2 separate regions of the Mus musculus genome follow, and region 2 is linked to region 1. Evidence: chromatin contacts called from public Hi-C data. All regions are on one chromosome and are shown on one strand. Each heading gives the region's core, a stretch centred on a gene start, on an enhancer-like site or on the middle of the called end of the contact. The rest is flanking DNA. Distances are from core to core; before and after follow the strand shown.

Region 1 (3,177 bases), core at 435-2,934:
TCTCAGGGCCTGCCTGAGGGATTGCAGTGGGCAGCTGCCAGCCTCCTCTCCTTCCCCAGCTCCAGGCTGATAATCACCTCACGCTGGAGAGGCAGAAAATGCTTCGGTGCCAGAGCAGGCTCTGGGAGAGACACGCGCCAGTATCTCACTACACAGGCTCGCTCACCTCTGCTCTCCCAGAAGCACACTGCACTCGCTCATTACGTAGGAGCCCTTACCTCAGCTGCCAGTGGCTTGTTGATGCTGTTCACGAATTTGTTCACGTGCTCGAAGTGTTTTGTCATCTCTGTAGCCAAAACCATGTCGATAATAGCCTGGCGCAGCGTTCGATAGTGGTTCCTAAATAATAAGAGGACAAAGTTCCCTGCTCACACCATGCCCAAGTCAGAAGTGCCCTGATGCTCTGCCTCCCCACAGCCCAGGACAGAAGGGGTCAGAGTCAAGTGACTGCTAATCCTAGACTCCATCCGCTCAGCCCCCGCCCCCCAGTAAGCCCATGTTGATGCCACTCCACGTTCTCCAGTGACAGCTGACTCTTCTGCACAGCCATGCTAAGAGAAATGAAAGTGCACATCATGTGACAAGCAACTGTTTCGAATGGTAGTTTCCATCCCTTCCTGTGAAAACACTGGAACAAGGAAGTGGAAGGGACAGAAACAAAGTGGCAGTCTGCTGAGGTTTGACTGTGCCCTGTGTAGACCGGTTCCTACTGGAGAGAACTGCCAATCTCTTCCGATGGTGCTGAGGGAGATTTTCCTTTCACATAATCCTGTAACCTGTAAATGTCTGATGTTTGCAGTGGTTGGAACAACAGCTCAAGGTTATCAGAAAACCCCTATCATGTACTAACTCTAAGAGACTGAATGAAGAGCTAAGCAAACCAGCTTGATACGCTAGAACTTAAGTCTGAATTAGAACAACCGCTCTCTGTAACCATAGAGATTTTTCTAGAGCCTAAACTGGTAAGTTCATGTAGACAGTGTCATGAGGCCCAAGCGACCACCAGGCCTTTGCCCAGGACTCTGCTCAGCAGCTTGCTGGTGCGGTATAGGAAATAGCCGTAGCCTGACCACACAGTTGTTAGCAGGTAAGAATTGTTCCACCACGTCACATCACGGTGCTGTTTGCAGATGTTCTGAGAGCATCTCTCTCTGTGAGAAGGAAACCTGTCTCATTCCCAGCATCCTCACTGGGACCTCCTCATGGGGATGGATGCTTAGCCCAAACTCAGCTGGAAATGCAGGATTATACATTGTCTTTGAGCCACAGGGAGGAAGATAAAAATATTTGATAGACTTGTTAGTGAGGCCATCAACATTTAGGCAGTGCTTTTCAGTGCATAACAAACATTTATTTTTATGGACTTACTGAAGGCTAAATGAGATTTTTTTTAGAGCAGGAAAGGCAGTCTGAAAAGTTCAGATGGGCAAAGCTGGTTTATAACCTGATACAGTGAAGAGCCACTGTTTCATTCCCATCTATCCAGAGAAACCAGAGAAAACTCAGCTTCATTTTTAGCTTCACAGACCTAGCCCCGGGAGCCCAATCACGCCAAACCTGTCAATATTCTTGAAAATGTTGCACTTGGTGTCCTTGACTGTGAGCTGGAAGGCCAGGGCTGTGTGGTGACTCTCCAAGACTGCAGTGTCATTGTAGAGCACAGCGAGCTCGCTGCCGGCGTTGCACAGGAAAGAGTTGGTCCTTCCGGGGTGATCCACGTCGTGGACTGTGGCAGCAATCAGAGCAGCCACCTCATCCAGCTGGTCCAGGCTTCCCTGGGGGAGGGGGAGGATACAGAACATTATTCACAGGCTTCTAGACACCAGCATCCATCTCTGTCTCTTGGAGAGAGAAGGGCTTGGGGCTGGAACCTTTGGAATTTCCTTTCGGTTTCCTCCTAGTCTTAGCAGAAAGGTAGCCTTGGGCACACGGTGGCACTGTCCTGTGCTGTGTATTCTCTTGAGAACACAGAAGCTACAACACCTGAACTGTCTATAGTCTGTTTGCTGGTTCTTTGACAAAGAAGCCAAGCAGGTCTTTTGAATTGATGCTGTGACGCTCTGCCATGATGCATGGAAAGTAGCCGGCATCACAGATATTCCTTACACATCAGCTTCTGCAGGCATATTGGAGGGCCAGTTGTAAATAGCACAGCTAGCTCACAGGATGAATGGGACAGTAACTGGAGCTTGGCAGTGAGGCAGAGGCAAGATGGAAAGCTTATCAAGAAATGCAGGGGCTGGGCTCACAGGCAGCAAAGGCTTAGAGAAACTCACCAGACCTTCACTATGCTAATGCTGAGCTCAAATGACAGCAAGTATTCTTCTTAGCCAGTAAGTTAGTAGAAAGCTGGCAGATGGGGTGTTATGTAAGACACTGTATTATGAATTCATTCCATGTCAGATGCCTAAAGGCGTCAGGTACTGTGCACAGCACCAGAGATGAAGCAGTGATAGATACTAATGGGTGAGATTAGATAAAAAGAGTCCCAACTTCCCGAGAGTGTAACCATGGGGCTGGGCAGAGCAGGGCAGCACTGATCGCTGACCATCATGTGGTGATGGGAGTGCACTGCCTCTGTGGAATGCAGACAAAGCCTATTATATACAGCTCCTGAACGCTTGCCTATGGCCAGTGCGATGGAGGACCTCCTCAGCTTTATTCAGTAGCTGTGTATGGTTAACGACTACTGTGATGGTTGGTATATGCTTGTCCTAGGGAGTGGCACTATTGGGAATTGTGTCCTTGTTAGAGTAGGTGTGTCTCTGTTAGAATGGGTATGTCACTGTGGGTGTGGGCTTTGTCCTAGCAAGTCAGTCTTCTACTAGTAGCCTTCAGATGAAGAGGTAGAACTCTCAGCTCCTCCTGCACCATGCTTGCCTGGATGCTACCATGTTCCTGCCTTGATGATAATGGGCTGATCCCCTGAACCTGTAAACCAGCCCCAATTAAATGTTGTCTTAAAAGACTTGTAAGACTTGCCTTGGTCATGGTGTCTGTTCACAGTAGTAAAACCCTAAGACAACTACCAAACTGGCCAACAAAGGTCTACAGAATTGCCAATGACAGCTTTCCTAAGAAAGTGATTTTTATTGCTGAAGTATTGTGGATAAGCAACAGGAGAGCAGGCAACATGCAGTAAAGGAGAGGAGTCCAGGCAGGGAGTCCAGATGAAGT
Region 2 (3,177 bases), core at 487-2,986, 69 kb after region 1:
AACAGAAGAGGGGTTGGATGGAAACAGCATCAGGAAAGAGAAGGTCCAGTTTGTCCCTAGCTTCCTGCCCCCAGAGAAACTGTTTCCCTTACTTTCTCCTTTCCCTCAGTAAAAGGAGGTTCTGCCTTCTATGACTGACATACCAGGAGAGGCGTTCCAATGAAATATGATTCTATTTCCTAAAGTAGGTGGTGAAGGCAGAGGTTACTTAATGTCTCTCTCCATATGAGAAGAATTTGATAATAAAAAAAAAAACAGAAAAATCATAACAAGCCATACAAAACCACTCCTAGTCAAGAACTCATAAACACTTTTGATGTATGAAGAGGACAGAAGGCGTATTGAGGCCCGTGGAACAAGCCATGGGAAGTGCTCTGTGGTGTGGTATCTCCTAGGTGCCATGTCTAGGCTGTATAATCCTATTCAGATCGCCGAAGGTAAGTGGAGCAAAAGGCTCCCTCTGTTTCCCGCTCGTTCTTTCTGGAATTAATCCCCCACCATGACGGCAGGTATAAGGCACCCCTGGGGACAGAGCTCCCCATTCTTTGCACGTCAGCCCAAGGAAGGTGGCAAGGGATGAGCCTCATAGTGCAGTATCTCAACATGAGACTCTGATTGCCTCCTGGCCATGTGTACTGGCTAGTTTTGTGTCAACTTGACACAGCTGGAGTTATCACAGAGAAAGGAGCTTCAGTTGGGGAAATGCCTCTATGAGATAAAACTGTAAGGCATTTTCTCAATTAGTGATCAAGGGGGAAAGGCCCCCTTGTGGGTGGGACCATCTCTGGGCTGGTAGCCTTGGTTCTATAAGAGAGCAGGCTGAGCAAGCCAGGGGAAGCAAGCCAGTAAAGAACATCCCTCCATGGCCTCTGCATCAGCTCCTGCTTCCTGACCTGCTTGAGTTCCAGTCCTGACTTCCTTGGTGATGAACAGCAGCATGGAAGTGTAAGTCGAATAAACCCTTTCCTCCCCAACTTGCTTTTTGGTCATGATGTTTGTGCAGGAATAGAAACCCTGACTAAGACACCATGGCTTCCTCCTGGGCTACTGTGCATATATTTCAGCTCTCCCTGGGCCAGCCTGCTCTTGGAAACCCCACACGTTCTTGTCAGAGCTATTGGTCTATCTGCTCCTTGGTGGTAAAATTTGTGCCAAATGCCATAACAAGGCCAAGTTCAATAGGTCCTGGATCCTAATTAAGACCTTAGTCTCGCTGAAGCTCATGATAGACATAGATTGACTACAACAAATTTTGCCCCTGGCAAGGACTCCAACAATTGTGCCACAGACAAACTACTTCTTTCTTTCAGCCGGCCTCTGCGTTTTAAGTGAAGAACACTGCAGACACTAAACCCAGCAGAACAGTTTCTCATTCCAGGGTGTCAGTGTAACTATAGCTGGGTCAATCTTCTTTGCAGTTCAAAACCAACCTAAGCCTATGGCCTACTCACAGCCTAAGCCACATGACAGTCCTCCCCAGGGCCACAGCCTATGTTCCACTGTTAGTCACTTGATAGTCTCCCCAGGGCCACAGCCTATGGCGTGCTGTTTGTCACATGACAGTCCTCCCCAGGGCCACAGCCTATGGCCTGCTGTTAACCACTGGACAGTCTTTGCCAGAGCCACAATCCTTTCCTTGCAGTGAATTTGGCACCTCTGCACTCTCATGTTACATTCTTCAGTGAAAACTCAAACCCTTCTCTATTTTCTTCAGAGAAAAGACAAACTAGAACAGCCCGAGTCCTCAGCGTTTCTACTCATTGTTGGCATGTCATGGTGATGAGTAAACCTGTTTTCCCCCATGAAGTGTGTGAGAACGTGCTAACAGCAATTATGTAAGAAAGGGGAGGGAAAAAAAAAACCCTATTTCTGGAAACTTGGAAAACAAAGCCCTAGAAGTAAGTTCCAGAAGTGGCAATGTAGGGTCTGGGATGTGCCCATCACAGAGCTGGTTCAAATACTGGTCTACTTCATGTGTCTCAGATGGAACAGTAATGCTGGGGTGGGGGTGCTGCTGAGGTGGGAATGCTGCTGGGATGGGGTGCTGCTGAGGTGGGGGTGCTGCTGAGGTGGGGTGCTGCTGAGGAGGGGGTGCTGCTGAGGAGGGGGTGCTGCTGAGGAGGGGGTGCTGCTGGAGTGGGGGTGCTGCTGAGGAGGGGGTGCTGCTGGAGTGGGGGTGCTGCTGAGGTGGGGGTGCTGCTGAGGAGGGGGTGCTGCTGAAGAGGGGGTGCTGCTGAGGAGGGGGTGCTGCTGGAGTGGGGGTGCTGCTGAGGAGGGGGTGCTGCTGGAGTGGGGGTGCTGCTGAGGAGGGGGTGCTGCTGGAGTGGGGGTGCTGCTGGAGTGGGGGTGCTGCTGGAGTGGGGGTGCTGCTGGGGTGGGGGTGCTGCCGGAATGGAGATGTTGCTGATGTGGGGGTGCTGCTGATGTGGGGGTGCTGCTGAGGAGGGGGTGCTGCTGAGGTGGGGGTGCTGCTGATGTGGGGGTGCTGCTAAGGTGGGGGTGCTGCTGAGGTAGGGGTGCTGCTGAGGTGGGGGTGCTGCTGGGATGAGGGTGCTGCTGGGGTGGGGGTGCTGCTGAGGAGGGTTGCTGCTGGAGTGGGGGTGATGCTGAGGTGGGGGTGCTGCCGGGATGGAGGTGCTGCTGAGGTGGGAATGCTGCTGGGATGGGGTGCTGCTGAGGTAGGGGTGCTGCTGAGGTGGGGGTGCTGCTGAGGTGGGGGTGCTGCTGAGGTGGGGGTGCTGCTGAGGAGGGGGTGCTGCTGAGGTGGGGGTGCTGCTGAGGTGGGGGTGCTGCTGAGGTGGGGGTGCTGCTGAGGAGGGGGTGCTGCTGAGGTGGGGGTGCTGCTGAGGAGGGGGTGCTGCTGAGGTGGGAATGCTGCTGGGATGGGGTGCTGCTGAGTAGGGGGTGCTGATGATGTGGGGGTGCTGCTGAGGAGGGGGTGCTGCTGGAGTGGGGATACTTTAGGGAGGGGGTACTTCTGGGGTGAGTCAGGAGTGCACTTACGCTTGTGAAACGACAGCCAGGATCACCGTGTGCTCAGAGGGGTTCGTGGCCCGGATTGACCTGTAAAAAGAAGATTCGAGTCAAAACACTGATCTGTGCTTTGTTACACTGAACTATTGTGGAAACTTCTTTGCATTGATAGTGGCACCAAATCAAATCATCTTTTAAAAATCT

The links. Hi-C and Micro-C count contacts between places; a contact is called where the count stands out from the background.
Region 2: a contact with region 1 is called in a Hi-C map of cortical neurons, with 2.3 times the contacts expected there. The contact joins two enhancer-like sites. A contact is called at or near these places in 5 of 484 Hi-C or Micro-C datasets (cerebral cortex, cortical neurons, cranial neural crest and 2 more) and 3 of 9 other capture datasets (adipose tissue, liver and pancreatic islet).

The regions. Positions count from the first base shown.
Region 1 is chr13:95,032,612-95,035,788 of GRCm38.p6, forward strand. Pde8b (phosphodiesterase 8B) reads right to left here. Exons shown (of 22, transcript NM_001374003.1): 18 at 1,558-1,775; 19 at 219-339. Among named protein-coding and RNA genes, the nearest start is that of Gm41025, 16 kb to the right of the region's middle. Within about 2 kb of position 1,685, at least 65 of the 459 cell types and tissues checked have an H3K27ac peak or open chromatin away from gene starts, as enhancers often do. A contact at or near this core is called in cortical neurons, where this site is marked.
Region 2 is chr13:95,101,650-95,104,826 of GRCm38.p6, forward strand. It overlaps Pde8b (phosphodiesterase 8B), which reads right to left. Exons shown (of 22, transcript NM_001374003.1): 4 at 3,004-3,063. Among named protein-coding and RNA genes, the nearest start is that of Gm41025, 53 kb to the left of the region's middle. Within about 2 kb of position 1,737, at least 42 of the 459 cell types and tissues checked have an H3K27ac peak or open chromatin away from gene starts, as enhancers often do. A contact at or near this core is called in cortical neurons, where this site is marked.